Regions from separate parts of the Sorghum bicolor genome. Here region 1 is linked to region 2. The links are chromatin contacts, called in public HiCAR-type maps. All regions are on one chromosome and are shown on one strand. Each heading gives the region's core, a stretch centred on a gene start, on an enhancer-like site or on the middle of the called end of the contact. The rest is flanking DNA. Distances are from core to core; before and after follow the strand shown. Region 1 holds the start of LOC8070601 (BTB/POZ domain-containing protein At1g67900). Region 2 holds the start of LOC8070589 (protein NBR1 homolog).

Region 1 (5,473 bases), core at 2,712-5,211, 220 kb after region 2:
TCGTGCTATTGTTCCAGTTCAGCAAAGACTCCAACAGTCAAACGACCGTAACGCACATCTCAAATCCAAAGTCTTGAATTCCTTTGTACGGAACTCAAAACGATTAGAACCTTTACTAATTTTTTACAGTCATCACAGGAGGACTGCATGTCACGACAGAAAAATGAAACCCAAAAGTCCAAGCATAGTACAATACCCCTACTGATGATTGTCCAAAGAATTAGCTTTTTTTTTTTTTGAGCAAGTCCAAAGAATTAGCTAAATCTCAGCTGCTTGTCTACAACTGCAACCTCTCCGGGCTGCCGTCCGACAGAGGACCTCCATTTTCGGTGGAGACAGGCCCACATGTGCGTCGAGGGTTTCGTTCGTTCGTCCGCAGCCTTTTCAACCAGAGTTTTGGACTATCATGGGCCGGAAGTTAACAGCACGGTTGGGCCACAGATCTCCCTCAACGTCGTTGCATGGATATTTGAACCCAAAACATTCCCCTCACAATTTCCTTTTCAACCAAAATTTAGTAAACTATATTTGAATAAAAAAAGTAACCTATGTCTATCTCAAATAAAAGATTAGTAACCCACAAATTTCTTGCCTCCGAAAAACCAATGGGTTCTTTTGCTCAATACAATATTCCAAGCCATCTCCTGAATAAAAAAAAATCAATATGTCCATCAAACTTTGACCAGTACATTCTCCGCTATTTCATCCAGCAGCGAGGTGTTTGGTCCATGGAATGAAGTGGTCCATTAATATTTCACTCTAGTGTTTTTTTTTGTGTGTGTAATAGAATAAGTTAATTCATCATCATCTCATTCCGCATAAGCTAATAATTAGTGCTAGCATGAGGAATAGACCCATGATGTACCAAACACTCCATAAGCAGTCTGCTAACTCCATAACATACGCCAGTGGGCTCTGGATCAGGCAAGCAAAGCTTTTCAAATACAGCACGTGGAAGCTTTCGACACATTTCTTCATGAGAAGGGAGAGGGAAGCGAAATCGCCGGGCACAACGATGGCCCCCATCTGGCCGTATTAGAGCACGTATTAGAGCAAGTATTGTAGTAGGCTGTAAGCCAGCTAAATGCTGAGGTGAAGGAAAGAGAAGAAGAGAGAATAAAAGCGGGTTGTAAGCTTACAGCCAGCTCAGACACAAAAACCAAGAAAATCTATGAGACAGCCAAGTGGGTCAAGTATTAATAATGATGAGCTAACTATTATATGAGTGGGCTGTAAAAAGGTTGTAAAAAAAATCTTACAGCCAGCAGCTGACTGTATTATAATACTTGCTCTTAATAAATAGAATTGGACCCTATGTGGGTGTGGGGGGACCTATATTTTGGAGGATGAAAAATTCAGAATCGGGGCCGGGATTACAGATCGAAAGCTGGAACCAAGAAGAAACGGAAAAGCAGCAGCGAAAGGAGGAGCCTAGGGACTACTACGTGCCACCCTGCAATGATGGCCACTTGGATGGGCTGGTAGGCATCATTACAGGTGCTACGCTAATGGCACCCTACCCTCTCATTAACTACTCCCTCCGTCCACGAAAGAGTCAATTTCTAGAGTTGTCCTAAGTCAAACTTTTTAAACTTTGACCAAATTTCTAGAAAAAAATGCTAAGATTTATAGTATCAAATTAGTATTATTAGATTCATCATAGAATATATTTTCATATAATGTGTATTTTATATTATAGATGTTGTTACTCTTTTCTATAAAGTTAGTCAAACTTTAAAAAAAATCCGTAGCCCATAGAGATCCTCAGTTCAACAGTTAGTATACTAACTATATATAGTTTAACAGCAATGAGAAGCTTCAGGTAGGTACTAGTTTATAAAGCCACTGAAGTAGTACTATACTGTCTGCCAGCAGCAGTTGCATTTTCCATTCTGAACAGATCTTCCATGAGCCTGTTCACCGCATTGCAGACAAGGTGAACCGGAGCACGCCATGGCAGTGGCGCTCGTCTCGTTCACCGATGAGTTGGTCCGGCAAAACATGTTGTCGTGCATAGTCTGAGCCCTTGAACGGCCAGGTCAAACCCTAGGGGCTAGGATGACTGGCAGTGGCAGCAGATCTCAGGTCCGGGTCAGCTCCGATCCTCGCCACGTCGGACATGGGAGTGTGAGCTCCGATTTTATTCCTGAAATGGCCGGATCTTCTGGTCACACCCCTGTTAAAAAGAGGCAAGTACCAAGTGGCCGCGGGCTCTTGATCCGATACATTGATGGTAGTGGTAGCAAGAGACAAGAGAGAGCCTGATGCATGAGGAGAAGTTAACAATGCAGAATAATCATGATTGTATGCATACACTTTTATTTTGGCCAAGAAGCTGCAAGCCTGCTGGTCACCTATCTTATTAGCTCAAGTTTGTGCGCTGGAAGCTGAGAGGAATATTTATGCTAAATTCTCTTTTTGTAAGCCAAAGGCAGAAAGGGCAAACATCGATACGTATTCAGGCAATACGACGAGAAATTAAAATAAAAATCGGAATAGTTTCCTTTTTAAAAGATCGTGTGTTTTAATATTTTTTTTGAATGTGCTAATATAAAAGTTCACCGGTTCTAAATGAGCTAATATATAAAAACTGAAGCTTGTATTTTAAATATAAAACGAAAAAAGAGTGATAATATTTGTAGTCCTATAAGCATCCTATTTATTTGAGCTTATGAGTCAAATTTATCTGTGATTCAATGGTGTTTTTCTCTCGAAATGAATCAGCGAACAGCTATCGTAACTTTTGAGCCAAACGAACATGATTAATTCCTTTTTTTTACTGACAAAATAGTTTTCCTTCCTCCGGACCACGCACCGTTTGCGTCTTTAATTTATTGGCGGAGAGGAAAAGTTGTTCAAAGGCGATCCACTCGACCACTCCATTTAACAAAGCAAGTACACTGCCCACCCGCCTAGTACCTTAGCCTCTAACAAATCGAAAAGACGCCGAAAACGCTAATGAAATCGATTAGGCTACTACCACTAGGGGTAATCGATATAAAGAGAATCCCCGATTAGTCTAACCGTGGAGCTGAAATTCCTACTCCTGCCTGCAACTTTTGTTCAGTAAACTCTAGAGTGAAGGTGGACAATATAAGGAGTGTGAAATAAGTAAATCAGCTCATCATTGTACTACGCTACGACAAAGAACATGCAAGAACTGGTTTCTGGTACGGTGTTGCCAGTGCCAGCCCGGCCCTGCAAAACGGAGCCCATCCTGCTCATCCGATCCCCAGCACAAACCCTGCAAGATCCTACCATTTCTGAGCCGATCGAGCGCAATCGTGACCTTTGCACGGCCACTCGGGTCCCTCTTTCACATGTCCACCAAGTCCATTCCTAATCCCAATTCAAGGCCGATGATGCATCAGCCAAGCCTTCTTTGATTCATGTTCGGCTGGCTGTTTTTTTAGCTAATGCTAATACTGTTTTGTTGTGAAAAAAAATTGTTTCATGTGGACTGATTTTGACTGATAAGCTCAAATGAACATAGATCTTGTTTAGTTCCCAAAAAAATTTGCGGAATTTTTCAGGTTCTCCGTCACCTCGAATCTTTAGACGTATATATGAAGTATTAAATATAGACGAAAATAAAAACTAATTACACAGTTTGGTCGAAATTGACGAGACGGATCTTTTGAGTCTAGTTAGTCCATGATTAGACAATATTTATCCAATACAAACGAAATTGATATTATTCATATTTTGCAAAATATTTTGCAACTAAACAAGGCCTAGTGAAAAGCTACTTCATTTTCGTAGAGACCTCGAGAGCACTAAGACGGTAAGACCATTGCAGTTGCGGCGCATATTCCCCAGCAAACTCCTGATCAAAATCTGAAGACACCTCAGATTAAGATATTAACTGAGGAATTAGCAGCATCTTAAAATATCGCAACTGTTGCATCCCTTGTTTGGCCTCTACTCCTCCTCTCTCCTCCCTCAAAGGCCCCAACCACCTCGCCATGGTATAAGTAGAGCGAGCCACCACACCAAAGGGCCATTTCCAAGGGCTCTACACGAAGTTAGGCGGCCAAAGTGTTTGTGACCAACCCAACCCCCTCTTCTTCCTTGTCCACTGAAAGGTTCAGACTCCCGTTTTAGCAGGGTCACCGAGACAAAGGGGAGCTTGGGTTGGCCTGGCCACGATGAAGTTTATGAAACTCGGCACCCGGCCGGACACCTTCTTCACCGCCGACTCCGTGAGGTGCTGTGTGATTGTTCTGATCTCGCTTCCATTCCATCAGGTTCTGCGTGCGTGCGTTCGTGGTGTTCTGATTGTGTGGTGTCCTTGTGCGTTCGTGCGTCGTCCAGGTCTGTCTGCACGGAGGTGGCCACGGACCTGCAGATCCTCGTCGATAACTGCATCTATCATCTACACAAGGTAATTCACTCAAGAATCACAGATTATTTCCACCCTTTATTATTCAGTTTTCATTATAAGCATGATTCCGTCTGGGAAATGGGAAATTCCCTGATGGGATGACCGCCTGTTGTCATTTTGTTTCTGATGAAGTTCCCCGATCTTGGTTTCCAAGTCTAATTAAGATTCGTTGTTTCTTGGCATTGTCCTGTTTCTGAATGCCGCAGTTCCCTCTGCTCTCGAAATGCATGCTCCTGCAAGCGCTGTGCGCCGACGCCGGCGACGTCGTCGAGCTCCCGGGATTCCCGGGCGGCGCGGAGGCGTTCGAGGCGTGCGCCAAGTACTGCTACGGGATCACCATCACGGTGAGCGCGCGCAACCTCGTCCCGCTCCGGTGCGCGGCGGCGCACCTCGGGATGTCCGAGGCCGCCGACAGGGGCAACCTGGCCGCCAAGCTGGACGCGTTCCTCGCGTCGTGCCTCCTCCGCCGGTGGAAGGACGCGCTGGGCGTGCTCCACTCCACGCGCCACTACGCGCCGCTCTGCGAGGACCTGGGCCTCACGTCCCGCTGCGTCGACGCCGTGGCCGCGCTCATCGTCAGCCCGGACACGGCCTTGCCGGCTAAGTCGTCGACGTCGGCGTCGCCGTGGTGGGCGCACGACATCGCTGAGCTGGGCGTCGACCTCTTCTGGCGGATCATGGTCGCCGTCAAGGCCACGGGCGCCGTACACGAGAAGACCGTCGGCGACGCGCTCAAGGCGTACGCGCGGCGGTGGCTGCCCAACGTCGCCAAGGACGGGCTCTCGCTCTCGGCGGACCAGCCGTTCGACGACCACGACGCAGGCAGTGCGACGGACGTGAAGCAGGTCACCACGAGGCACCGCCTCCTGCTCGAGAAGATCGTGAGCCTGCTCCCGGCGGAGAGGGACGCCGTCTCCTGCGGCTTCTTGCTCAAGCTCCTCAAGGCCGCCAACATCCTGAGCGCGTCCCCGGCGTCCAAGTTGGAGCTGGTCAGGAGGGTGGCGTGGCAGCTGGAGGAGGCCAGCGTCGCCGACCTGCTGGTCCCGTCGCTGTCCTGCGTCAGCGAGACGCTGTACGACGTGGACGCCG
Region 2 (5,568 bases), core at 2,968-5,467:
AGTTTCTCCCGTTTTGACTTCATTAGAACCCGTGTGTGGTGCACCTTTCGGGTCTTTGAAGGAAAAAAAAAATCCAATCAGTTATTCTGATGAGGAACTTTCATACAAAAAGTGTACTCCATGAAGAACGAGATAGAGGTACCCACCGCATGAGGATCTCTGAGAAACTTGTGGGGTGAAATAGGTTTGTCTATTTTGGTGTACTCCATTTCATTTCCCATGCGTTGGAAACAGGAATCACATAAATCATAGTCTTCCTTCCTGTAGGGCAAATAAGATGTCAGAGCTAACATCATCAAATACAACCAAAAACATATTGAAGTAGAAACCTATTCAGGGCCTTACACATTAGATTTATAACGCGGACCAACAATTGGTTGCACTCCACAACCATCACACTGAATCCATCTATGCAGACTACGTTGTGCTGAGTTTTCCATGTTACCAGCAAGATCTCCGTATGGATGTCCCGAAGACAAGAGGCGGCCTGGATAAGGAAAATGTGGAGAAGGTCCATAGCCTGGAGGTGGCACTGCTGGAGGAGGTGGTGCATAGGGCATTTTGTACATTGGAATGCGCCATCTAGAATCACTAGTGGCTTTTGCATTGTCTTCATATTGCCATGGGTGTTGTAAACTTCTTCGTGGTCGGGACCATTCTGAAATGCATGGAGGCGGCGGAGGTGGGGCATGAGTAGGTAGAGAGTAAGGGGCAGGTTGGGTAAGTGAGGACATAACAGATTTTCCCTTACTTTGAGCATCAGTCTTCCCTTTGCAGACAGGTTTGTCTACTGAATTACGGGGGAACAGCAACTCCTCAACAGATGGGTACATTGATGGCTGTTGAACTTGAGAAGCTCCAGCATTAGGAACAGGAGAAGCAGCCTCCTTGAACACAGCCCTAAGACCCAAACTTGGCGTAACTTTGGGCTCATTTTTAGCTTCGGCCGGCACCGGTGCCGGTGCCGGCGCCGGTGTCTGTGTCACACCACTGGAAGAGGTAGATGACCCCTCAGCATGCACATCAGATGGCCCATTGCCATTATTGTTTGGTGCCATCAATTGTGCAAAAGGTTTCATCAACTCAGCTAATGGTGGTGGTGCTGCATCAAGTATTTCATGAGAAAGTTTTGCAAGGGCATCAGGTATTGGCTCTGGGACAGACTTGATTGCTTCACCAATAGCTGATTTTATATGAGCAAGACTATCTTCCTGGACAGGCTTCAAAAATTCAATAGCTGACATTATCTGGGATAGTGAATCCTGAGTAATGGGTTTCACAGGTGCAGAGACATCTTTTTTATCAGTTGGTTGATTTTTCTTCAGTTGAACAGTAATCCTCAGAGGGTTTAATTTCTGACGCAGAGCTGCATCACGCAAGTCATCATCATCATCTAGCATGACAATATCCCCATCCTCATCAGTGTAAGTCAGAATGAAGTCAGCATCAGAACCAAACTTAAAGGCAGTAGCTATCTTTGCCCGCAGAGCAGACAAATTCATGTCAAAATGATTCCCATTGGCACAACCATAAAACCTTTTGAGAGTATCACCATATTTGACCTGATTAAATATCAAAAAGGAAAATATCTGATAAGTTGCAATCGAAAGAGACTCATATATCACAGGACTTAATAAAAAGATGAATCATTTTGCAAACATTAGTAGTAGTAGTAATAATAAATTAGTAATAATAATAATAATAACAGAAGATAACATCAAAACAGTGCTATGAGAATTAGCCTAAGACAGAACATAAATCATAGATAAGTTGTGGACACAAAAGCTTGTTAATTTGAACTCCTGAGACCTATGCTCTCTAGCACCAACAAAGTCTTTTTTAGTCCCAAGCAAGCCATGGTAGGCTAAGCTGTTAGTGGGAACAGAAATTAGTTAGGACAAACCTGTGTAGGAACAAAGCTCTAATCAGATGTTTTGAAACTAATAAAAAGAACAACAGTTAAGAACAGCCTAGGTAAACATACACTCCCTCTATTTGAAATTATAAGACGTCTTGGCTTTTCTAGATACATAGCTTTTGCTATGCACCAGAAACAATGTATCCAGACGTTTTGCTTTTCACTAAACTGTCCTTCCTTTCCATACCCTTCTGTGTTTCAACCAATTCTAGAGAAACTGATCTGATTCTGGTATCCAAACAGCCCCTTAGTTTAATTTCTCCAACACACATGTGAATCCAAAGTTCCAAACAAGCCCTTAAATGGTGGAATCATACAAATGAAACAAATTCATCTAACTGAAGGGCAACTTACTATAACGTATGATGCACGGTAGTCAACACAATCACACGGACACCAGCAAATTTATCGACCAACAGTGTTTAACAAACATGTGTAGGGCTGGGAAGTAGTGTGAAATGTTATTCAACCTTATTATTTTGAAACAATTACATGACCGAAACCTCATATAAACAGAAGAAAAGAAGCAAGTTCTACAAATTATAAGTCAGGGTACATGTAGGAACAAAAAAACTCTAACCGACCATGTTTTGAAAAACATAAAAAGAACAATACGTAAGAACAATCTAGATAAACATATACACCCTCCATTCCAAATTATAAGATGTCTTAGCTTTTCTAGATTTATGCTTTTGTTATGTATACTTAGATATATAATATGTCTAGATATATCATAGTAAAAACAATGTATCCAGAAAAGACAAAACACCTTATAAGTTGGGACAGAAGGAGTAAAACTGTAGGGCTGTAGGCTTGACCATAGAGGGGTATGCAAAGGAAGGACTGTCTAGCGAGCTTAGGCCTTGTTTGGATGCACTCAATCTATGTGTATTGGAAATTAAGTTCCACCCCAATCCACTCCAACATATGTGTATTGAGGTAAATACATGTGCATCCAAAGTTCCAAACAAGCCATTAAATGATGGAATCATACAAATGAAATAAATTTGTCTAATGAAGGATATTAAAACTTAATATGACATATGAGGCACAATAGTCAACACAATCACACGGGCACCAGCAAATATATTGACCAACAGTGTTCAACTAGCATGCATAGGGCTGGGAAGTAGTGTGCAATGCTATTCAACCTTATTATTTTGATGAAACAATTACATGACCGAAATCTATGCTCAAACGGAAGGATAGAAGCAAGTGCTACAAATGTTACTTGTTGGTAATAACAAACCTTAGGATCCCCTTCATTTCTCATGAAAATGCACACAGAGAAACTACACAAACATTACTGCAAACACACTATAAATTAGAAGATCTACACAACCATGTTCTGGACCAGAACATCAATCTTATCAGAAAGGATAAACAGATCTCGTTCTGAATAATACACGGCTTTAACTTGCCCAAAAGATTTCTTTTTCTTGCTATTTTAAAAGCCCAAAAGAAGGGATCTCATCTACAACAGTCTGATAGTGTGATTCAAAGATCACTTCGTACCGAGAATACCCTAATAAGGGTTAAAAATAAATAGATATAGGTGCATCCTCACGATTTTTTTACTATATAATATAATAATGCGACAGAAAAAGATCCGATATCCATCATGATTTCACACCACCACAGACCAAAATACGTGTTCATCATGGTCCCTCCTAAATTTACTCCCCGAGAAGAGAAGAACCTACACAAACAAACAAATCCAAAACCCAAGTCGTAAAACCCTAGAACCACCCTATAACCACACCAAGAGTACTGACAACCCCTCTTCCCGTCGATCAAACCCTGAATCCGCACTACTCCTACGACTGATTGACGATTCAACACAGAAACCCCAACCCCCCGGCCTCCCCAAATCGATCAAACCCTACAAACTACAACTAAGGCGGTTTCCCGCACCTCGCGCCACTACCGAATACCGTCCACATATCACAGAGGAACAAAGTACGAAACACAAGTTTTTTCGGTCGGTCGGATGCCTCACCTTGAAGGTGACGTCCCACGCCTCGGCCTGCGGGCCAAAGGGGAAAAACGTCGGCCCAGCCGACGAGCTCCGGTCAGACATCGCGGCGACGGGTCCCCGCGGGAGCCGGGAGGACGAAGTGGCGATCGGGCCGAACCCTAGCGGAGTCAGTCGGCGATCGATTCGGGCGAAACTCTAGGTGCTAGTAGGAAGGAGAGGAGGAGGAGGGGACGGGGGAGTCGCGGGAGAGCGGGCTGCGTAGCCGTGAGCCGCAGCTTGTGGTGGTGGCGGGGGCGGTGCGTGTCGAGTGTCGATGCGGGCAACGCCGGGACACCGGAGCCCCTCTTTATCACGCCTCGTTTGCTTCCACGCGAAGAGATACCCTCTAGCTCTCTAGGCGGTGCGGCTTGCGCAGGGCCCCGCACGTCAGTGACGGAACCACCGCTCGCTTTCCCGGGGTCCAGGGGCCTGCCCGTGAATTTCGAATCTGCTGGGGGTCCTATTCAGCCCGCTTGTCTTGGCGGGACCCGCATGTGGGGCTCGGTGTCAGTGATGGTACATGTATGTGGATAAGGTCGTGGAATAGAAAACTTCCGGTAATTCCAGGATCCTGCATCTTCTTTGGGCGCAAGTCAGGATCTCCTCGCCCGCTGGACCGCGTGCGTTGCCTACGACCCACTGGTGAGTGGGCCCCTTGATTTTTTTTGTCACCTGTATCGGTTGGTAGTTTGTCGCCGAGACGGTGAGGAGAGAAGAGGCTCACGCCGACCTTTTTTTTTCACCATAGCATTTTCATTTATATTTAATAATTATTATTATCTAATTATACGTAATTAAATTTTAAAAAATGTCTCATAAATTATAGGCAAGTAATATAATTAATTATTTTTTATCTATATTTAATACTCTATATATATCACATCGATATAATAAGAAATTTTGAAGATTTTTTAAACTTTTGGTGTAATTAAACGAGGCCTCATTTATTATTTGGCGTGACTGGACGATGCGTGTCAGTGTCAAGAGCCTTTTCTTGGCGTGCAAGGGCACGGCGAGCTGCTGGGATGCTTGGGCTAAGGCCCTGTTTAGTTCCCCGCCAAAAAATTTTTCATCCATCCCATCGAATCTTTGGACACATGCATGTAACATTAAACGTAGATAAAAAAATAAACTAATTACACAGTTTAGTTGAGAATCACGAGACGAATCTTTTAAGCCTAGTTACTCCATGATTAGCCTTAAGTGCTACAGTAACCCACATATGCTAATGACAGATTAATTATGCTTAATAAATTTGTCTTGCAGTTTCCTGACGAGCTATGTAATTTGTTTTTTTATTAGTTTCTAAAAACTCCTCCCGACATCCTTCCGACACATCCGATGTGACACCCAAAAAATTTTCATCCCCAATCTAAACAGGCCCTAAGCAATTGACCACGCCTCCAGGTCGCCGTCGTGGACAGCAGCGATGAAAGCGCACGGCTAGGCCCGATGCAATGTGAATATCATTTGCTGATTTTTTTTGAGCAACATATCATTTGTTGGTGTGAATATTCATACAATCATACTGGTTAGAGTTTTTTTTTGCAAAAATTAATAAAGGTACATTTAAACGGCCCACCAATGGAACGGCATTAGGCCCAAAGGCCCCGATCGCATGTGCTATTTGCAG

Evidence for each region. HiCAR-type assays count read pairs that join an accessible place to other places.
Region 1: a contact with region 2 is called in a HiCAR-type map of leaf, with 10 times the contacts expected there. The contact joins the promoter of LOC8070601 here to the promoter of LOC8070589 in region 2. A contact is called at or near these places in 1 of 4 Hi-C or Micro-C datasets (leaf mesophyll) and 1 of 1 datasets of contacts at active chromatin or transcription factors (leaf).

What each region holds. Positions count from the first base shown.
Region 1 is chr4:55,295,572-55,301,044 of Sorghum_bicolor_NCBIv3, forward strand. It overlaps LOC8070601 (BTB/POZ domain-containing protein At1g67900), which reads left to right and starts at 3,962. Exons shown (of 4, transcript XM_002452342.2): 1 at 3,962-4,207; 2 at 4,315-4,384; 3 at 4,591-5,473. The coding sequence starts at 4,149.
Region 2 is chr4:55,079,166-55,084,733 of Sorghum_bicolor_NCBIv3, forward strand. It overlaps LOC8070589 (protein NBR1 homolog), which reads right to left and starts at 4,218. Exons shown (of 7, transcript XM_002454062.2): 1 at 3,918-4,218; 2 at 346-1,562; 3 at 147-261; 4 at 1-53. The coding sequence starts at 3,998.